Regions from separate parts of the Mus musculus genome. Here region 2 is linked to region 1. A link is a contact called in public HiChIP or PLAC-seq data. All regions are on one chromosome and are shown on one strand. Each heading gives the region's core, a stretch centred on a gene start, on an enhancer-like site or on the middle of the called end of the contact. The rest is flanking DNA. Distances are from core to core; before and after follow the strand shown. Region 1 holds the start of Dusp7 (dual specificity phosphatase 7). Region 2 holds the start of Sema3f (sema domain, immunoglobulin domain (Ig), short basic domain, secreted, (semaphorin) 3F).

The links. HiChIP or PLAC-seq counts read pairs in DNA pulled down with a chosen protein or histone mark.
Region 2: an HNF4G HiChIP or PLAC-seq map of pancreatic cancer cells shows a contact between it and region 1. The contact joins the promoter of Sema3f here to the promoter of Dusp7 in region 1.

The regions. Positions count from the first base shown.
Region 1 is chr9:106,366,968-106,370,504 of GRCm38.p6, forward strand. It overlaps Dusp7 (dual specificity phosphatase 7), which reads left to right and starts at 1,665. Exons shown (of 3, transcript NM_153459.4): 1 at 1,665-2,356. The coding sequence starts at 1,831.
Region 2 is chr9:107,708,290-107,711,826 of GRCm38.p6, forward strand. Sema3f (sema domain, immunoglobulin domain (Ig), short basic domain, secreted, (semaphorin) 3F) reads right to left here and starts at 1,673. Exons shown (of 18, transcript NM_001379496.1): 1 at 1,129-1,673.

The DNA.
Region 1 (3,537 bases), core at 415-2,914:
GTGATCCATGGACATTCAAATAGAGAAAACACTTCAATCTTTTTAAAAAATTTAAAAGAAGCCGAGAGGTGATGGTGCACACCTTTAATCCTAACACTTGGGAGGCAGAGGCACCCAGGCCAGCCTAGGCTACAGAGAGAATTCCAGGACAGCCAAGAGTACACAGGAAACCCGGTCACCACTGCTTAGCGCTTAGCAAAACTGAAACCAAGAAGGGAGACTGGTACTCAGGATATACCACACATCACCAATTGGCAGGACAGATTGGGACTTAACACTTGGCCTCTGGAAGCTGTCTACCAGCTGTGTCCAGGACAGTACTCACAAAAGGGTCAGCTCTTTATATCTACAACCCCTCCTGACAAGACCCTCCCTGGCTGCCCTACTGTGGCCTTTCTCTAAGCGAATGTAGAAGAGGGCTCCTGCGGCTGAGAAAAAAAGGGAGGGGGGAGAACATTTAATTGGGAGATGGAGATTGAAACTGTAGCCCGATCGGACACCCCTGACACCGCAATCCCGGGTTAGGGTCAAGTTGGCTCAGAGATGACTAGCCCGGGACGGAGTGAGGGACTAAGCCTCAAGTTGGGATCCCCAGCCTGTTAAGAGAATGCACTCGGGGCTTGGGAGGAACAGCTCCCTCCAAGGAAAGACCGCCTTGGTCTGGTCAAAACCTTGCGGTCGGTCCTGCCGCTTTGTTTGAGCCCTACCTGCAGAGCCACGTACCTCCTGAGCCCCACCCGCCTGAGAGCCCGAACAGCACGCTGGACGAGGCCCCGCCCACTTCCAGCTGGGTGGACCCGCCGCGGGACCCGCCTCCTTTCCCCGCAGCCTCTTTCGGCGGCGATTGACTATCTGCCGAGCGCGTGCCCGCCTACCGCGAAACTTGATTGGTGCCTGGAGAGAGAGGTAGGCGAAGGGAAGCTGATTATGGAGCGCTCCCTCCCTCCTACCCGCCCCAATAGGAAAGTCACGTGGCGCTTCACTCCGGGCCAGTCACCACCGCACTTGTAAAAGCTTTCTTAAAGAGCTCGCGTTCCCTTACCCAGGGTTGGTCCTTTCAGAATTCCTCCACTTCTGCCTGCGATTTGCGAGAGCGGTCCTTGAACACCCCCCCCCCAACCCAAGTCACCTATTCCCTCAGCAGACCCTCCAACTCAGGTCTGGAACCTATGGCCATCAAGGGTTGGGATGATGCGGTCATCTGAAACTAAGACCGCCTAACACAGAGCACGACACGTAGTAGGAATTCAGTTTCCATTTGTTGAATGAACGCTATCAGAGAATGAATGAGGATAACAGACAAGAGGAGGGAAGACTGGCTCTGGGTGACCGCCCCCTGCCCCCAATCCTGAAGAAATTCTGCTTCTGTAAATGTTAGGTGGGGTCCCAGTGCAGCCTTTCTGCAAGGCACAGATGTAGGCGCTCAGCCAGAGATCTGCGAGGCCGCCTTGGCTCGCCCCTGGGCAGGTGGTAGCCAGGTCCCGGCTAGGCGGGCCCGTAGGAGCCGGCCGAGGGCGCTCCCGCGCCGCTTGCGGGGGAGGGGCTGCGGAGGCGCGGTGCCTTTAAGCCCAGGCGCCGGCCTCACGGCCCCGCCTCCCGGAGGACGCCCGGGCGCGCGGCCGCCGGAGCCGCGGTTTAATTGGGGCTGTCAGGCCGCGGCACGCGCGGAGGGCCGGCCGGGCGGGACTGAGGCCGGAGGCTGGGAGGCCGGGGCGGCGGGCGCGCGGCTCGGCGGGAGGCGGGCGCCCGGAGACGCGGCTGGGGCCAGCGCGGCCGGGGCGCCGTCCCAGGGCTGGGTTGCCCGGCCCCGGCCCCGGCCCCGGGATCCCCATGAAAAACCAGCTCCGCGGGCCCCCAGTGCGGGCGCACATGTCGACTTCGGGGGCGGCGGCGGCGGCGGCGGCTGGGGGCACTCGGGCGGGGTCGGAGCCCGGTGCGGGATCTGGGTCCGGCGCAGGCATCGGAGCGGGAGCGACGACGGGAGCGGGGGCCATGCCCTGCAAGAGCGCCGAGTGGCTGCAGGAGGAGCTGGAGGCGCGCGGTGGCGCGTCCCTGCTGCTGCTAGATTGCCGGCCGCACGAGCTCTTCGAATCGTCGCACATTGAGACGGCCATCAACCTGGCCATCCCGGGTCTCATGCTGCGCCGCCTGCGCAAAGGCAACCTGCCCATCCGCTCCATCATTCCCAACCATGCCGACAAGGAGCGCTTCGCCACGCGCTGCAAGGCGGCCACCGTGCTGCTCTACGACGAGGCCACGGCGGAGTGGCAGCCCGAGCCCGGCGCCCCCGCCTCCGTTCTCGGCCTGCTCCTGCAGAAGCTGCGAGACGACGGCTGCCAGGCCTACTACCTCCAAGGTGAGGACAGAACCTAGACCCCAGGCGGTATTGGGGCTGCGCCTCTGCTCCCTGGCGCCCTCGCTGCAGGCTGTTTCCTTTCCACTCGCTTGGCCAGGCCGGGCGCCACGTCGCCCCTGGTCCGAATCCGCCCTTCTGGGAGCCATCCCCTAAGGTGTGGATTTAGCCAGGCACAGGGAACCCGATCTGTGTTCTCTTTCTCAGCACCGTTCAGTGGCTGAAACAAACTTTCCCTTTCCTATTTAATTTTTTTCTCTGTGGATGGGTAGACAACAGCGCACAGGCTCCAGTTGAGCTCGGAGGAAGGGAGAGATCGGTACTGGAACCCAGAAAAGAGCAGGGCCCACAGGAATTTATGTCATTAGGAAGATAGGATCGGGAAGGTACCTTTTTCAGTATCACCCACCCTCCAGTGCATGGGCCCGTTTATGATGGTTTCTCTGGGATCCCACTATGGCCCCTATCAATCAGAATCACGGCTTGGAGGCACTTCTGCAGATGTGTGGGCAGTGGCCCAGGTGTGAGTGTGTGTGTGTGTTGGGGAATGGGGAATGGGCCTCAGTTCGCTGCCCCTGAGTTTATGGAAGGGGGAGACAGGCAGCTTGCCTGCGGGCCAGGGGGTGAGGGGAGCTATTGGCTGCAGCCGGTGTTTCCAATTAACATTCCAAAATGGCCTCTTGCTGGCAGCAGACAGGCTGGGAGGGGAGGGGAGTCCTGCGGCACCCTCGGGTGCCGCAGGGCCATGTCTAGCTTCATGGTGTTCCTTGTCTCTCCTGTCCTTGTCTAGCCCCCGTGGCCCCTCTCTTTGAGTCACATGCAGTGTGTCGGGTGCTTGTCCAGGGAAGGTGAATCGCTAGTACCCGGTTCCCCTCTTGCTGGGGAAAGGGACTTCACACCACCCTCCCCAAGTGTGGTTGCTTGGACTCTGCCTCTGACAGGCCCATAGGTGTTCTGGCTCCTCTCTCTTTGGAATAGGGGTTTGCTGACCTACAGGTGCTGGCCTGCGATGGGTTTGTTGGCCTTTCTTTGCCCATTGGCCACTACTGAGCAAGCACTCAGGTGTGTTGATGTATGTGGGAGGTATGGAAGAGAAAGGAGCTGGTACTTGACCTCAGGTGCTCTATATCAAGCCATAGGGCCAGTATACTTTAACAGTTACAGAACCCACTCAAAGCCTCAGT
Region 2 (3,537 bases), core at 423-2,922, 1.3 Mb after region 1:
CCAAGGTACGCAGAGTAGCGGGGGCTGAGGCTGGGCTTCTGGCCTCTCCAACCCCCCACCTTCCTACTTCCGGGCCTGGCTCCTTTGGAACTACGGGGGAACAGTGGGGGTAGATCTGACTGCATTCTTGCTTGGCCCAGACAAGATAGTCCACTGCGTCCAGGCACACCCCCTGAGCAGCTGGAGAAGCAGCCCCGGCTCCATCCCACCCCCGGGCCCAGTTTTCCCCTATCTGTAACTAGGGTAGCGGGTACTGGAGAAAGAGTGAATTCGGGGAAACAGGACTCCTTCTACCTGGCCCAGCTCCACGGTGGACACAGGGAGGCTTCAGTCTGTCCTCTCCCCAGATGTTAATGGTCTGGTGGCAAAATGCACCTATTTCAAGAATGAGGAGTTATAGGTCCGGCTGGGACCCCAGCCTTAGTTCCAAAGGACTCTTCATCTTGACACTTTCCTTACCTCACCTGCTCTAGACAACCCGCCACCCCCCATGGTCCCTTGCCCACTTCACCACTAGGGTCCGTGGTTCAAACTGGGGCTTGACCCCAGGCTCTTCCAACTTAACAACACCTCACTTACACCGAGACCCCTGAACCGGAGAAGGACCGAGAGGCAGCTGGGGGCCAGGAGATCGGCAAATGGCTGAAAGAAAAGCCCATTTGGAAACAGATCCCCTTGTCTTGCGGTTCCGGGCGACCCTCCACGTGGGGGCTTCCAATTTAGACCTTCCCCTGGGGCTGACCTGGTCTTCAGATTAGAGACACTGTGGCAGTGCAAACGCGCCGTTTGGGAAAGAGTGCAGGCGTCAGCAGAGGACTAAAACAGAAGGATCCGAACTCCCACTCAACGAGGGTAAGGGTACCCACCCAAAACCTTGCGGGGGTGGAAAAAGTTAATTCACACACCAGTGATCCCGCAGGCCACATCACCTAGTCACACACACATCTTTACAGCGCCCGGGAACCGGGGAGGTTCAGGACGCCGGGACAGGTATGAAGCACATCCTAGTTCTGTCGCCTGGTACCCGCAGACAGTGTGCCACGGTTCGCCAGACCTCGCGCACTTCTAAGGAGTTGCAGTGCCGCGGATCCTAGTGGGGTCGGGAGGTCGTGTTCTCTCCGTACTCACCTCGTCCACGGCGGCGGGGCCTGGGCGCCCGGGCAGCGGTGGCCGCCGCAGCAGCGGAGAGGTTCGCGTCCGGCCGGTCCGCTTTAGCTGCCCCCCCCCCGGGCCACGGCCCTGTCCGCGCCCTCTTGTCTCTTAGCCTGAGCCGGGATCCGCACCGCGGACTCGGCTTCACTGGGTCCCCTGGCTTCGTGCACGTCAGCAGCCGAGGCCCCGGGCCCTAGCCCGGGCCATGGAAAGGCTCAGGGGCGCTCGGGGCCGCCTCCCCCGGGGCGGGCTGCGGGCGCCCCCTGGCCTGCGCGCCGAGGGCGCATTCCCCGGTGCGGGGCGCGGGCGGTGGCGCGCGCTAGGCTACAGAGCGCTGCGCTGGGCTCGGCCGGGTGGCGCTGCGCTTGCCTGGCTGTCTGACTAGGGCCCGGAGACCGAGCGGGGCTGCGCGGGTCCTCGAAGCGTACCCTGGCTCTACGCTGCGCTCGGGGCTCCCTGGACCGCTGCGGTTTGTTCCCTAGCTGCTCAGGTCTCGAGGCCGCTGGCGGGACGGGACGCTCGGAGCCGCGCGCGGAGCGCAGGCAATTGGCCGCCCGTGGGCGACATTTGCATAGCACGGCCCCGCCCCGCCGGGCCCGCCCGGCCCCACCTCCGGGGCGGGACCCTCCCGGCCACCGCCCCGCCCCCGCTCCACCTGTCCGCGGGCAGGGCTCAGGGTTCCCAGGCGGTGGGCAACCCGCGCCAGGGGAGACTGCTCTGCACCCTGCACCCCCGCCCTGGCATCGCGGGCGGCGCCCCCGCCCCGCCCTGGCTTTGTCTCTCCGTGGATACACGGCGCACATCGCGCCTGGTGTTTACCCGGGCATTCAACTCCCTGGTGAGAAGGGCTGGAGCGCAGGGGAGCAACCAGCTAGCACTCACCTGCGCGCCCCCTTCCGCGTTCCTCCTTCCTACTTGCTGCCAGCCACGGCCCAGCGGCGAAGGACCTGGGATGGCCCAGGCCTCTCAGCAGGTGGCGGTGCAGCCCTTGGGACGGTTGGCACTTCTGGACCTTCCGACAGATGGCTACCTCCAGAGTAGGTCAAGTGGGTGCAGCCCAGCCACTAGCTCTGTCCAGCTAGCCAAATGCTCCAAGTGATCACCTCAAACACCAGTAAGTCTCATTTCAAGCCAGCGGTCCTCACAGACTTTCCCTTTACAGTGCCATATTCCAGAGAACCCAGATGACAGGAGGACGACTCAAGGCATACCCCCCACCCCTCTGCTATGAAAAGGGCACTTGCTTTCAAATCTCAACAATTGAGCAAGAGCCTCCCCTGACCCCAGGAAGGGTCCCTCTGAGCAGCCCATCCCCCAAGGTCATGGCCTCATCAGCCAGAACCACTTCTCAGCCCTTCCCCATACACTCTTGCTGTGGTCCCAGGAGGCTTTGGCCCTCTTTGTCCTCTGCTTCCTCCCTGTCCTCCATCTCCTATTCCCTCCTCTTCTCTCCCTTCTCTTCTGTCTTCCTCCTTTCTTTCTCTCTGCCTTCTGCTCTCTCCCCACTCAGTCCTCCATTTGTCTTCTTCCTCCCCTTCCTACCCCTCTTTCCTCCTGTCTTCCTTTTCCATTTCTCTTTTCTTCTTCCTCCATCCTCTCCTTTTCCTGGCTACAACTCCCAGAAGAGCCACTCTTCCTCTGACCCACTGGCTGGCTGACTGTGTGCATTAGGTGGGTATCAGAGGGCTGCTGGGATACTACTGAGGGTCACCTGACTCACAAGTGGGGTACTTCCTATGCTTCCAAGAGGGCCTGGCTGTTTAAGGTGAGGAAATGTCTACCTGCTGTAGTGAGGGACAGCACCGATCTGATCTTCTCCCTAATGTCATACTTCACTCAAAACATTAACAAAGCCGGGCGGTGGTGGCGCACACCTTTAATCCCAGCACTTGGGAGGCAGAGGCAGGTGGATTTCTGAGTTCGAGGCCAGCCTGGTCTACAAAGTGAGTTCCAGGACAGTCAGGGCGACACAGAGAAACCCTGTCTCTCTCGAAAGAGGCTAGGTGAGCTGGCATATGCCTTTAGCTTTTAATCTAAGCCCTTCTCTGAGTTCCAGGCCAGTTTGGTCTACATGGCAAATTCTAAACCAGCCAGGGCTATACAGTAAAATCCAGTTTGCTCAGACAAACAAAACATGCATGCATGCTGACAGAGCTAAGGGTATTGCTCCGTGATAAAGCATAGGCTTGGCATGTGCATCACATGTATTCGGTGTGTAGTGCCAGAACCAAGTCAATCACTGCTAATCGCCTCCCTCATCCTCACCAGGAACATCTTTGTGGTTACCATCGCCATCACAGCACCAACACCAACACCAACACGGTGGGCCGCTTAGACCTACCCTGACTCCTCACTGTGATTACATGGCTATCCCAGGGACTAGGA